Regions from separate parts of the Mus musculus genome. Here regions 1 and 2 are each linked to region 3. A link is a contact called in public Hi-C and promoter capture Hi-C data. All regions are on one chromosome and are shown on one strand. The core of a region is the stretch at or near the end of the contact, and the rest is flanking DNA. Distances in the headings are between cores, read along the strand shown. Region 1 holds the start of AU019990 (expressed sequence AU019990). Region 2 holds the start of Crls1 (cardiolipin synthase 1). Region 3 holds the start of Smox (spermine oxidase).

What was found. Promoter capture Hi-C pulls out the DNA fragments that hold promoters and counts their contacts. A called contact is a pair of places that touch in the nucleus more often than the background predicts.
Region 1: a contact with region 3 is called in a promoter capture Hi-C map of neutrophils, with 4 times the contacts expected there. The contact joins the promoter of AU019990 here to the promoter of Smox in region 3. A contact is called at or near these places in 2 of 39 promoter capture datasets (liver and neutrophils).
Region 2: a Hi-C map of CD4 T cells shows a contact between it and region 3, with 4 times the contacts expected there. The contact joins the promoter of Crls1 here to the promoter of Smox in region 3. A contact is called at or near these places in 1 of 39 promoter capture datasets (pre-B cells) and 1 of 484 Hi-C or Micro-C datasets (CD4 T cells).

Annotation. Positions count from the first base shown.
Region 1 is chr2:132,595,934-132,600,215 of GRCm38.p6, forward strand. It overlaps AU019990 (expressed sequence AU019990), which reads left to right and starts at 2,263. Exons shown (of 6, transcript NR_033468.1): 1 at 2,263-2,472.
Region 2 is chr2:132,845,161-132,849,339 of GRCm38.p6, forward strand. Crls1 (cardiolipin synthase 1) reads left to right here and starts at 1,506. Exons shown (of 7, transcript NM_001024385.1): 1 at 1,506-1,965. The coding sequence starts at 1,657.
Region 3 is chr2:131,489,049-131,493,278 of GRCm38.p6, forward strand. Smox (spermine oxidase) reads left to right here and starts at 2,814. Exons shown (of 7, transcript NM_145533.2): 1 at 2,814-2,988. Gm30679 reads right to left here and starts at 3,228. Exons shown (of 2, transcript XM_030252306.1): 1 at 2,520-3,228. The coding sequence starts at 3,126.

The DNA of each region.
Region 1 (4,282 bases), core at 1,013-3,512, 1.1 Mb after region 3:
AGTCTGGGCTTTTGGAAGGGTGCCCTCTCCATTCTGTCTCCACTTCCCTCTGGCTGGCTTTTCCCTGTCGCCTCAGTGACTCTGCTTTCATCACGGGCAGCAAGGACACCTATGTTGCCCAATCCCACGCATGTTTCTGCTTTTGTGTTTTCTCATCTAACCAATGCCAGTCAGTCAATCGCCCACTGTTTCTGGAAATGTTGTTCTCCTGGTACCAGGAACGCCCTTTCTCACTGTTTGCTGTATCCTTGGCTGTTTGCTACGGCCACTGTTCAGCCTCTGAATGTTGAGGGTCTGGAGCACTTCGATCATGTCTATGATCCTCTGTGTGATTTTATCCAGTTCATTGGCTTTGATGTCATCAGAGGCCATGTGCTGACATTTAGGTCCCTGTCCCTGATCTCTCCCTGCAGCCTGAGATGACTATATCCAACCTGTCCTGTTGACATTCTCATAAGGGATTCCACAGACACCCAGAAGTACCTCCTGCTCTTGCTCCTTACCATCCAAACCTGTTGCTCCACCCTAAGCCTTTCCTGTCTCGAAACAGTACCATCTATCATGTAGATGCCCTACTTGGGTTTGTTCCTCCCCCCACCCCCCTCTGAGTCCAATACATCCAAGGTGCTGCCTATTCGGTCTCCAAAGCCCACCACAAACATGTCCACCTCTATTCCTGCCTGCCTCTTTTTCTGGCCAACCTGTTTTGTTTTGTTTTGTTTTGGAGGTAAGGTTTCTAGAGACAGAGTTCAAGGCCAGCCTTATCAACATAGCAAGCTCCAGGCTGCTAGGGCTACATAGTGAGGATTTTTAAATTTTTACTTTCTAAAAGTTATGAACATGCATTCACTCACGTCTGTGTTCATGAGTGCTGGTGCCCGCAGAGGCCAGAGGCATTGGAATCCCTGGAGTGGAGCTACAGGCATCTGTAAGCCACTGATGTGGTTAATGGGGGTCAATCTTGGGTCTTTTTTTTTTGCAAGAGCTGTTAACTACTGAAGTATCCCCCCAGCTCCAAAAATTCTAACCATCTTCTCAAACTCATTGTGTGTCACTGTCTTTGGCTTTCAACACTAATCTTGGCCAGCCAAAGGGTCTCTGCGTACGTTGTTCCATTTTCCTAGAAACTCTCCCCATGTATTTTTCTCTTCTTTTAAGTCTTAGCTTACTACTCAGAGTAGCCTGTCCTGCTCATCCTATCTGAAATCAGTTCCTTTGTTCCTTAATGACTTGGCTCTTCTCTTTCTATCACCACAGTAAATCCCACAGTCCCAAGGCGCCCCCCCCCCCTTTCTTTTTTCTACAGCTGAGCCAATTGAGTGTCTTAAGAATCGTGTTAGGGCTGACAAAAACCGGGAAGCCTCATGCCTCTTTCCTGCATGGAAGTCTGCTGCAAGTGACCTTTCACAGTTGCACTCAGATCCTAATTCGGAAAACGCACGTCAGCACATGACGCTAAAAAAGGAGGTTGCTCTCGAGACCCCTTCAGTGAAAGTAGTTGGCTACCCAGTTCCTGTTTTGCTGTAGGCTGGGTTCTCAGTGACACAGCTGTCTTCAGCAGAGCACGGAGACAGTGGGAGAGTTTTCTCATGGTAAGCCTCCTTTCCTGTGTTTCTCACTAGAGTTGATTGTTATTCTTGTGTTCTCTTTCTCTAAGACCAGGTCCCAGGAGATGGACATTAGAAGAAGACAGGAAGATCTGAACTCAACTTAAATGCCTGTGAATGTGTGAATGAGTCTCCAGATTGCATTCTGGCGCTTTGAAATTGTAACATTTCTGGGAAAGCAGACATTCGAGAGCCACATCAGTGCAGCTCATTTAGTCCTTGAGAAGACATTTAGGGTCCATGAGGAGGACAGCTGCTCATGGCAAGACCCTTTGTCATTCATCCTGAGCACACAACACATCTAACAATTATGCTGTTTAGCTTTGTTGGTTGCTTCTGTGTTGTGTGCATCTCACTTGCAGCCCAGATTGTCCTGAAAGTCCAAATCCTTTTGCCTCCCTGAGGTTGGGATCACAGGCAGGTACCATCACACCTGGCATAATTATGCTCCTGAAATCACTTGGCCTAGATGTTGATCAGCAGCCAAGTATTCAGCAGAATTGAATGCATTGGCACGCCTCACCTGTTTCCAGCATTCAGAAAAGCACAGGTGACCTGAGTTGACCCTGAAGTTCTAGTTCACAGGGAAGCCCCCAAAGAACCACCCTCAGAGTATGCATCAATATAATCTGAAGAGCCAGGGCTGTGGCTCAGTGGTAGAGTGCTTGCCTATGATATGCAAGGACTCAGGTTGGAGCCCCAGTGCTGAAAGAATCAGGAAATTAAGTCATGAAGTGGTGCCTGGGCAGATAGAGGCCTTAGGAGGAAACTGCATGTTTTGAGGGACAGAGCTGGGTCAGCAGAGTGTTTCCACACAAATGAACTGACTTCTGCATTGAGAACGTGAATCAACAGATCCCACAAGGTCAGTGTTCCCAGGCTCCCAAGTCCTTGAGGAATTCTGGAAGGAAGCTGTTTATAGTCGTTTTTCTAAGGAAGAAATTGGAGAGTTGAGATATATGCTTTCTCCTGCCATCTTCATGGCCTTCATGGCCTGCTTCAGGACTCAGTGGGAAATTCAAAAGGTACATTGTGACATCAAAAGGAACACTGGTACCATTGACAGTTGTTAAGAGTTTGTGTTGCTGAGGCTTAACCCTAGGCCTCAGCAAATGCTCTCCCACTGAGCTATACACCCTCAGCCTCAACTATTTAAAGTCCCTTCCCTTCCCTTCCCTTCCCTTCCCTTCCTTTCCCTTCCCTTCCCTTCCTCTCCCCCCCCCCCCCCCCCCCGTTGTTGTTGGACAGGGTCTCACTATGTAGCCCTCACAGGTCTAGAACTCAAACTGTAGATCAGGCTAACCTCAAACTCACAGAGATCTGCCTGCTTCTGCCTGTGCAGTGCTGGAATTAAAGATGTGTGCCACTATACCTAGTCAGCCTTTAATTTAAAAATTCACCATAAAGGCCAGATTGCTGGGTATGAGGTTTTCCTAGCTAACCAGACTATATCTGTCAAGACTGTTTTTCCCCCCTACTTTGTGAGAGGAATTATTTTTATAGAAGATAGGAGTTTCTGATTACTACCTGCCCCCCCCCCCCCCACACCTTCCCAATTCCTCCTCTTTATCTTTTTGGTTTTATGGGACAAGGTCTGCAGACCATGCTGCCCATAAACCCATGACATCCTCCTGTCTTGGCTTCCTGAGTGACCACAGACATGTGGTACTCCATGGCTTTTGTCCCATTTAGTTTTTCTGCGGGACATTACATCAGACCCATCTCTAACACGGAGCATCTGGTAAACTTCTGAAAGAAGTTACAAAATGCCATGAGACCCAAGCACAGCTCTGCTTTTGTTATGCAACAGTGGAAGCTTGCCACACTCCATGCTTCGTGAGTCAGCCACATTGGCCAATCCTGAGCTCCTGCCTTCTTTACTGGTGTCCTGTAGGAACGGGCGGCTCCAAGCGCTTCCACTGTTGGGAAAGTAAAGCAAGATATACAAGGTCAATAAATGCTCCAGAGCTGGGAGACCTTAGAGGGCTCTGCTGCTGCTCACAAGTGCCTTCCTCGGTCTTCCTCCCCATCCACTCCCCACCTTTCTTTTTGACAGAATCAGAGCTATTTAAAAATATATTAATGTAGATTTTAAGCCTGTGTGAGTAGGCTCTTCAAAAGGCTTCTCTAATACATTAAACACACACACACATCACTACTGACTAGACTTTAATTCTGGAGATAATAAACAGATTAGAAGTTTCCTACTTTGGGGGCTGGAGAGATGGCTCAGTGGTTAAGAGCACTGGCTGCTCTTTCAGAGGTCCTGAGTTCAGTTCCCAGCACCCACGTGGCAGCTCACAACTGTAACTCTAGTTCTAGGGGATCTGACCCCCTCTTCTGGTCTCCAGGGGACCAGGCACATATGTGGTTCACAGATATACATACAGGTAAAACACTCATACACATAAAATGAGATAATTTTTTAAAAAGTAGTTTTACCTTAAAAGAGTTTTCCTACATTTTAAAATGACCTAAATAGAAAACAATTACCACACACACATATATATGTGTGTGTGTATATATATATATATATTTTTTTTTTTTCTAGGCAAGCAGCCTACCGATTGAGCCACATCCCTAAACTTCTATGTGTTTTTAGGCAGGAAGACTGAAAGAAAAGAACTTTCCCTCTTTCTACCTCTACAGCATACCTGACAATTACATCATCCCAA
Region 2 (4,179 bases), core at 256-2,755, 1.4 Mb after region 3:
TTTAACTGATAGTAAATGCAAAATGAAAATGAAATGAGGGATAATATGCCATAGAATACCATAGAAATATTAAACCCTGACTTGAAGGAACCAAGTGGTAGCTGATATAAATATGATCAAAGTCAGCTGGTTAGATTAGCTGCAAGCAGCTCCATCAGTTGACCCATCCATCCCAAAATGGGCCGATCAGACCACTGTATACAAGGGGATGACTAAGGCTAAGACTATATACAAGGGGATGTAACTCTAATTATGAACAGAAACTGACTTTGTTTTTGTTTTCGAGACAGATTTTCTCTGTGTAGCCCTTGCTGACCTGGAATTTACAGATATCTATCAGCCTCTGCCTCCCAAGTGCTGGGATTAAAGGCATGCACCACGGCCACCTGGATTTATCTTTTTACTTCTTTTTCTCTTTGTTTCATACCACTGCTTAGATTTTTCTTCTCTTTTCCTCTTCTTTCCTTTTCTTCATTTTTCTTTCTTCCTTTTTTAATTAAAAAGAAAAGTCTAGGCCTCTCGCAAAAACCAAAACAAAATAAAGATGATCTTGATAAAAAGCTCCTTAAGACTACAATCCTTAGCCGGGCGTGGTGGTGCACGCCTTTAATCCCAGCATTCGGGAGGCAGAGGCAGGCGGATTTCTGAGTTCGAGGCCAGCCTGGTCTACAGAGTGAGTTCCAGGACAGCCAGAGCTACACAAAGAAACCCTGTCTTGGAAAAAAAAAAAAAAAAGACTACAATCGTCAAATGTGATGTGGGCTTTACGAACAACTTCCAGGTGAGTGTGTGCCATCACAGACTGGGCTGAAGAACAGTGGAAAGACTGCAAGACATCACCACGTGGTGACCTTTCACTGGTTTGGTTCTTGCCCGACCTGGATTCAAGGCCCTGGGTTCAAGCTCAAATCTATAACAAAATGGTAGGTTAGGTAAGGTTATAACAGTGAACTGATTTGTTTCTAATTCAGACTTAGAATAAGCAGGTTTCTCCTGTCCACGGGCTTCTGTACCTGTAAAAGTAAAGGCAAATACAGAAGGCATGTTAGAGTTGTTGAGAGGATAAATAATGACACTATAACGCATACAGTAAGCACTTCCCAAGTAAACAATTAGTGATTGCTATTATTGACATTTCCCTTTGCTCTATTCATATGCATTTAGTGCTAAGGAAGCAGAGTAGGTACTTAACTACTTTGATGCCAACACTAATGCTTTACATCTCCAGTGATAATACAGAGCCATGCACACCAGCGGGCCACTTGGCATCAGGCAGGCCTGATATAAGTGGCTTCCTGTGGCCACGTGGCACTCGCTCTTGGTCTTCCCTACCTGTCATTCTTCTTAGCCTGCAGGCACTAGCGGCTCTACTCACTAGTCAGGTCTTCCTAACCTGCGGGCCTTAGCTGTTCGTGCTCGCCGCTGCCGCGCGGGGGCGCCGGTGAGCAGAGCGGCTGGGTGTCGTGAAAACGTCGTGAAAGCTGACTCCCTTGGCGGTTCAGGCCACCTGTATAAGCGGAAAGTGCCAGAGTGTAGAAATTAGTATGGAGCTGTCCATACGGCCTCGGCACCGCTCGACTTCTCTAGAGAAGCTGGCAGCCGGTGCCAGGGGCGTCTGAGTTCTCGACTCTTGGACTCCGTGGAGGCCACACGGCCATGTTGGCTTGGCGCGTGGCGCGCGGCGCGTGGGGCCCTCTTCGCGTGGCCCTCCGGCCTCCGGGGGCGCGGCTCGGCAGGGGCGGCTCCCGCAGGGCCCTGCTGCCGCCCGCGGCCTGCTGCCTCGGCTGCCTGGCTGAGCGCTGGCGGCTGCGGCCGGCCGCGTTCGCCTTGCGGCTGCCCGGCGCCGGCCCGCGGACCCACTGCTCGGGCGCGGGGAAGGCAGCCCCGGAGCCCGCCGCCGGAGGAGGAGGTGCCGCCGCGCAGGCCCCCAGCGCCCGATGGGTCCCGGCGAGCGCCGCCAGCTCGGTACGTGCGAGGGAGGGTCGGCGGGACGCAGGTGACGGGCTCGGCGCTCTGTCGCGACACTCACCCGGTGTTCTGGGAAGTTACGGGCAGCCAGGGCGTTCGATCTTGGTGAACTTCAGGGGTCCCCCGCCGGGTACAGTCTCTGGCCAAGTTGAAACCCACTGTAATCCCCTTGTGTGCACACCCGTTGCTGGGAGGTGTGTCTACACGTTGCATAGGTAAAAACAACCATCGCTCGTCTAGTTAATCTGTTTTTAATTTTTTGAAGTGAATCTTCAGGGTTAAGTTCGGCGGAACCATAAGAACGGCCCTTCTGTCCGTTTGTGCAGATTACATCATCCTTTGGTCTTTAGCAGTATCACGGAGGATAATTATCTGGCTTAGGTTGTAATGAAAAGATCTTTCAACTTTGTATTATAGAAAGCTTCAGACTATTCTTGACGTAACAGAAGGATTTGTTCACCTTGCCTGGTAAGATAACTTCCCAAGCAGGTGACACCAGAGCATGAGTGTGGCCCAGCTTTTGATGTCATGTTAGCAAGTCCATGCAATTATTACATCTTCAATTGTTAGGTCTTCAGCGGCCACTGTACTGCCCTGCTCTCCTCAGTTACACAGCATGGGCTGAGGTGGCCACACCCCGGCAGGGGTCACAGCTTCAGGCCTAGCTTTAAAACTCTTGGAGATTGAACGCCGCCGGATGCTTTGAAGTTGCCCTCAACCTGGCTGAAGCCCTTCCCAGCACAGTTGGCCGAGTATGCCACAGGTTATCTGGTTGGGTAATTTGAGATTAAGCTTTGTCGACTTTCACAAATGTCCAAATGTAATAACTAGATATTAATGAGCTTTTTGTAGGGTTTTGTTTTTCGAGACAGCTCTTCTCTGTGTAACAGCCCTGGCTGTCCTGGAACTTGATCCGCTGGCCTCGAACTCATGAGATTCACCTGCCGCAGCCTCCCGAGTGCTGAGGTCAAAGGCCTGCACCACCACCATGCCAGCCGGTGAACATTTTTTTGTGGGGCACAGGCTCACTTACTGGCCTGGTAGCCAGCTGTAGTTGTGTTGTGTCTTTACCAAGGGAAGTGAGGAGGCTGGGTGCAGCTTTCTATTTAGTCATGCTCTTTCAGTGTGTTAGACTAACTTTGGAGCTCTTCATTCTCAGCTTTTGCTTGCTTGTTTTAGTTTTGAGATAGGGTTTCTGTGTGTAGTTCTGGCTGTCCTGGAACTTAATCTGTAGACCAGGCTGTCCTCTGAGATCCACCTGCCTCTGCCTCTGCCTCTTGAGTGCCCAAGTTAAAGGCGTGTGCCGCCATAGTCTGATGGCTTTTGCTTTCTAGCACAGCCCTGAGCTAGCTACCTTTCTCTCTTCCCAGCTTTTGTGAGTTGCTGTAATATTGGGTCAGTATTTGACTTTGTTCCACAGTGTGGTCAATAGCCTTACTCTTTTCATTACACATACAAAGGTCAGGGCAAATCTCGAGCTGTCTCAGCAGCTTGATACTTTTTCTAAATTTCAGGAACATTTCTAATCTTTGAACCTGGGTGAAATGAGCTTGTTTTCATACAACTATATAGCGTAGTCCTACTTGAATAGAAGATTCCAGCTTAGAGGGTTGTATTGCTTCTGATTTGGCCATTGTCCCTATAGAATTTGAAGTTCTATAATTTTCAGTGACAGTATTCTCCACCTGCCTCCAACAACCACCATATTATTCCTCTACACCGACACGCTTTCTGTCGGGTTCTTAGTATCAATGCCTTTTCTTATGAGGTAGGTGGGTCATGAGCTGTTTAAAGATGATCTTGAGAAGTGAGCGCTGCCACTTTTCCCTTTTGGTTCATGCAAACATACTTGCTACTGATACACATCATGATCTCGGCTTCCCTGGATTGTCTTTTCACTCTCCACGTGTGTTCTGGGAACTGAGGTTGTCAGCGTGGCCCTAAGAACCCATACCCAGTGAGCTCACCAGCCTGCTTTTTTTTTTTTTCCTAAAAAGGTTAAGGTTTAGCAAGTTGGTTACTGACTTACTGATTAAAAGGGATGCTAAAATGCTTCTTCGAAGATAGCATTCAAGGGGGTGGAATCTTGACTAATGGAGAAAACAGTTCAGGCTCCAGGGAAAGATATTTTCTTGTTGTTTGTGTACCATGTGGCACAGGGTGTTGCAGCTTTGCTAGCTTAGAAGTTGGCATGCGCTCATGAGTTTTCTC
Region 3 (4,230 bases), core at 1,564-4,063:
GAAGTGTGTTCCCTCTGTCCTGGGTGGAGATGGTTATAGGATCATCTGAGTTCATTTGGGTGACTGATAGCAAAAAGTCTGTTACAAATGGAAACAATCTTGCCTGAGTTTGTGCCTTCAGGAGACAGAAAAACCAGGGCATTCTTTTTGTCTATGCAGTGTTCCAAACAGCTCAACTGACCTAAGGGTAGTCTAGTTGGATGCTTGACTGGCAGCCTTTTGCTCAAAGCAATGAAGCCAGAGAGACAGAATCCAATAATTGCTAATTAGGGAGCAAGATCTCCCCACTCCCCAACATCTTTCTGACAAGGGCATAAATATCAGTAGTACTTTTAACCAGAACTTTAAAACATCATTAATAGTAATAGTGATTCCCCCCCCCCCCCCACAAGGTTTTTTTGTGTAGTCCATGATGTCCTGGAACTTGCTCTGCAGTTTGAGGCTGGCCTCAAACTCAGAGATCTGCCTACCTCTGGAGTGCTGGGATTAGAAGCATGTGTCAACAAGTCCAGCTAGTAATAGCAACTTTAAAAACAGTTTTAACAATGCTTAACACCCAAAGTGCGCCAGGAATAGGTGGATCTTTCTTATCTGCCTCAATTGGAACACAAGTATCTTTAATGGCTTTTGGAGGGGAACTTAGTACAAGCTTGGCACACACAGCTCTGGGGCCGTTCACCTTCTGGTAGTAAACAGGGCCCTGTAATTATTCTTCTTCCCTCCCTATCCATATGGCTTAGAATAGATGGCCTGGCTCCAGGCTACACCTCAGTGACTGCCTCGGGATGACATATGAACCAGTCAGAGCCAACTATTTGACTGAAAGAAATGAGGATGAGGTCTGTGGGGATGGGGCTCAGAGCTGCTGAAAACAGGTTTTCATTGTGAAGAGCAGGTTTGAATTTTTATTTATTTATTTGGGCCATTGCATACCCGAGTCAGTTATACTGCTGGGCTTTTCTGTTATATGAGTAACTAAATTAAGCTGCTTGTTTGCACGCAAACCATTTGAATAGTTTTCTAAACAGTCAGATCAGATTAATATTTTTGTGTAATACCACCCTTTGGAGCAGGTATTACTTATTGAGGAGGAGGGAACGGAAACAAGAAGACACTAAGTAACTTGCCTAAGACCAAGTAACTACACAGAGGCTTTTTAGCCCTTAAAGTCACCCATAGCCATTCCACTCTTTGGTGGAGGGTGACAGAGCCACAGAGGAGAGTATGGTGTGTACCTGAGTTTAACCCCAGGAGTGCGTGGTGTTTTAAAGAGGGGTGGGAAGAGGGACTTCGAGTTTGGTGAAGGACTAGAGCCTTTCTGACAAGAAGAAACTTCACCAGAAATTCATTTGTCCCCTACCCAAATTGGCTCCTAGGTGGTTGGTTCCCTTTGGCTGGGACCATCAGAGCCACTTTTGCAGGGCTACCTCTTTCCAGGCCATATATATATATATATATATATATATATATATATGAATTATATATATAATTCAGTTTTGGGGATTGGCCCCAGAGCCTTGTCTATGTTGAGAAGTGTGTTCTGCTGTTGAGCCACATCTCTACTTCTTGCTTCTTTGAGGCAGGCTTTCACTGTGTGGCTCAGCCTGGCCTTGAAGTTGGTATGTAGCCAAGGCTAGCCTTGAACTCTGTACCCCCCCCCCCCCCACATGGCCTTCTGAGGCTGGGATCACGAGCATGTGATCCACATCCAGGATCTCTCCGGGCTGAACCTACAGCGACCTGTGCTCAGCATTGCCTGGTTCCAGGTTGAAATCAGGGGAGGGCCCCCTCCAGAGACACAGTTCGGAGTAGAGGCTCTGCGGCCACCAGGGGCTTGTATTCCCTCGGACCAAGTGTTGACCTGGTGTAGTACCAGCAAAACATACGAAAAAACAGATTAGGAGGTGCAGAGATGAATAAAAAATAATTTTCTTACTTTTGTGTGTGTGTGTGGAGGGGGAGAGTTGGGGGTGGTTCAAGACAGGATTTCTCTGTTTGACTCTGGCTGTCCTACACTTACTCTGTGGTTCAGACTGGCTTTGAACTCAGAGATCCACCTGCTTCTAGAGGGATTCCGCAGTGGTCCTAAACCTGTGGGTTACTATCCCTTAGGGTTCCAACGACCTTTCATAGGGGTCGCATGTCAGATATTTATTTATGTTTCAATTCATAACAGTAGCAACATTACAGTTACGAAGTAGCAATGAAATAATTTTATGGTTGGGGGGTCACTACAACACGAGGAACTGTGTGTCAGCATTAGGAAGCTGGAGAACCACCAGATTAAAGGCATGTGCCACTATTGCCCGCTAAAAAATAATTGATACCAATTAATTTTTTTTTGAAAAAAGGAAAAAGTGCCACCTAGTATTAACGTTGGCTTTTATTAAAAGTTTGAGGGTTTTACTAGGGAAATACACTTTTTAAAAAGGGCCACTTCAGGACATGGGCTGGGTACTGAGAGGATGTGAGCATTCTTTTCCTTTCACCTGAGGTTCCTGGTTCCCGCCGGCACCCACCTGAGACCTGCAGGACGAGAGACAGTCCAGGACAAGAGGGGCCCTTTCTTCTTTTCAAAAGGGCGGCAGAGTCTGGGTAAACTGAGGTGGGCGCAGCGCTCTGACAGTGCCGGAAGACCTCGTCTGCTTTGCAGGGCGGGGCGTCGCGGGGCTGGCTCTGTTTCTGGGCGGATAGGTGGGTGAGGCGTCCCTTTTGCGAGATAGGGGAGTGCAGGTGGCTGTGCCGCGGGCAACTCCAGGCTGGGTGGCCTCGGGCTCCCCGCCCCCGGTGGGCGGGCCCGGGGCGGAGCACCCAGGCGGGGTGGGCCGGGGACGCGAGGCGGAGCGGGGCCCCCGCACAGGCCCCGGCGGCTGGCTCGGCCCTACGGTCCCGGCGGCGGCTGCAGGAGGAAGCCCAGTGGCTGCGGAGGAGGGGAGGCGGAGAGGCCGAGGCCGCTCGCGAAGACGCTCCCGGGCTCCGCAAGGAAAGGTACCGTGCGGCCTCCCCGACCCGGGCTCGGACAGCCACCGAGCCTCGTAGGCAAGGGGCTCCCGATGGAGGCCGGCGGCGGGCGGTGGGCAGAAGAGGCTGCCCGGGCTGGCCGCGACCCCGGGGTCCGGGCCGCATCCTCCGGACGCCCAGCGCGGCGGCGCAGACAAAGCCGGCGAGGCACTCGGTCGGCCCGGAGGGTGTGCGCTGTGGAGGGGAGGGAACACAGCTTGCGGCGGCGGCGGCGGCGGCGGCGGCCCGGCGTCTGCCGGTCTCCTTGGGACAGCTGGAGGAGTGGGGAGCCGCTCTCCCGCGGGTTGCCCCGGGGCTCACAGGCTGCCCGGCTTGGCCGGAGCCAGGCTGACGAAGGGAAGGGAGCAAGTCGCTTCGCCGGGAAGGGGTGCCGAGGCCGGCCGCCGGCTTGGAGGTGGCGCGGCTGTGGAGCAGGTGAGCGGTGCGCGGACCTTTTGGGTCTTGCACCTGAGCAAACCGCGCCGTGGCTGGCCCTTTCGTGAGCCGTGCCCACAGGTTGTTGGAGGAGCCAACTGATAGTGGCACAGCACCGTCCCGCCTGGGGTCCACTTGGCCGAGCTTGTGGGGGAAACAGCAGGTGCTGAGTGGAGGTCACCCAGGCTGGGGGTAAAGAGAAGGTCAAGAAAGTGTTTGAATGGCCCTCATTTATTTGTGTTCTGCTACCTCTGTCCCTTTCCTCTTACAGAGGAAGGAGCATTACAGGGCTTGAAGGGCCGCGCTTCCTCCTGGGCCCTGTGACCATCCCTTTAGATGTCCCTGGCATTTCTTACCCAGCAGGTTTTGAGAACAGTCTTTGTCCGCCCTCGTCATTTCACAGTCTCCCTGTTTGGCTTTGAACCTCATCCCCCGTCAGCCAGGCACCCAATTCCCATCACAAGGATCTCCTCGGAAGTTCTGACTTTAAGCAGTGCCCCTAAGAAGCAGGCACCCTTTCCTTCTGCAGTCCATCCAGGGCCGCTCTAGCAGGTTTTGCTTGCCTTGCAGTGTCTTTAGAAAGCTCTGTCCTAGAGTTGTATCTTTCCCTGGGTGCCCCAGTTCCTCCCTTCTACCAGCCTGCCCTAGCCTGTCCCCTTCCCCTTAGTTTTGCTGTTAAATGCTTGAGGGCCCCAGGGCTCTGTTCTCAGCATTTCCTCTCCTGACTGCCCTTCTTGCCATCCTCTGTTCACTTTCTACCCCTGTTTTTATTCTTTCTTATGATTAAAAAATTAA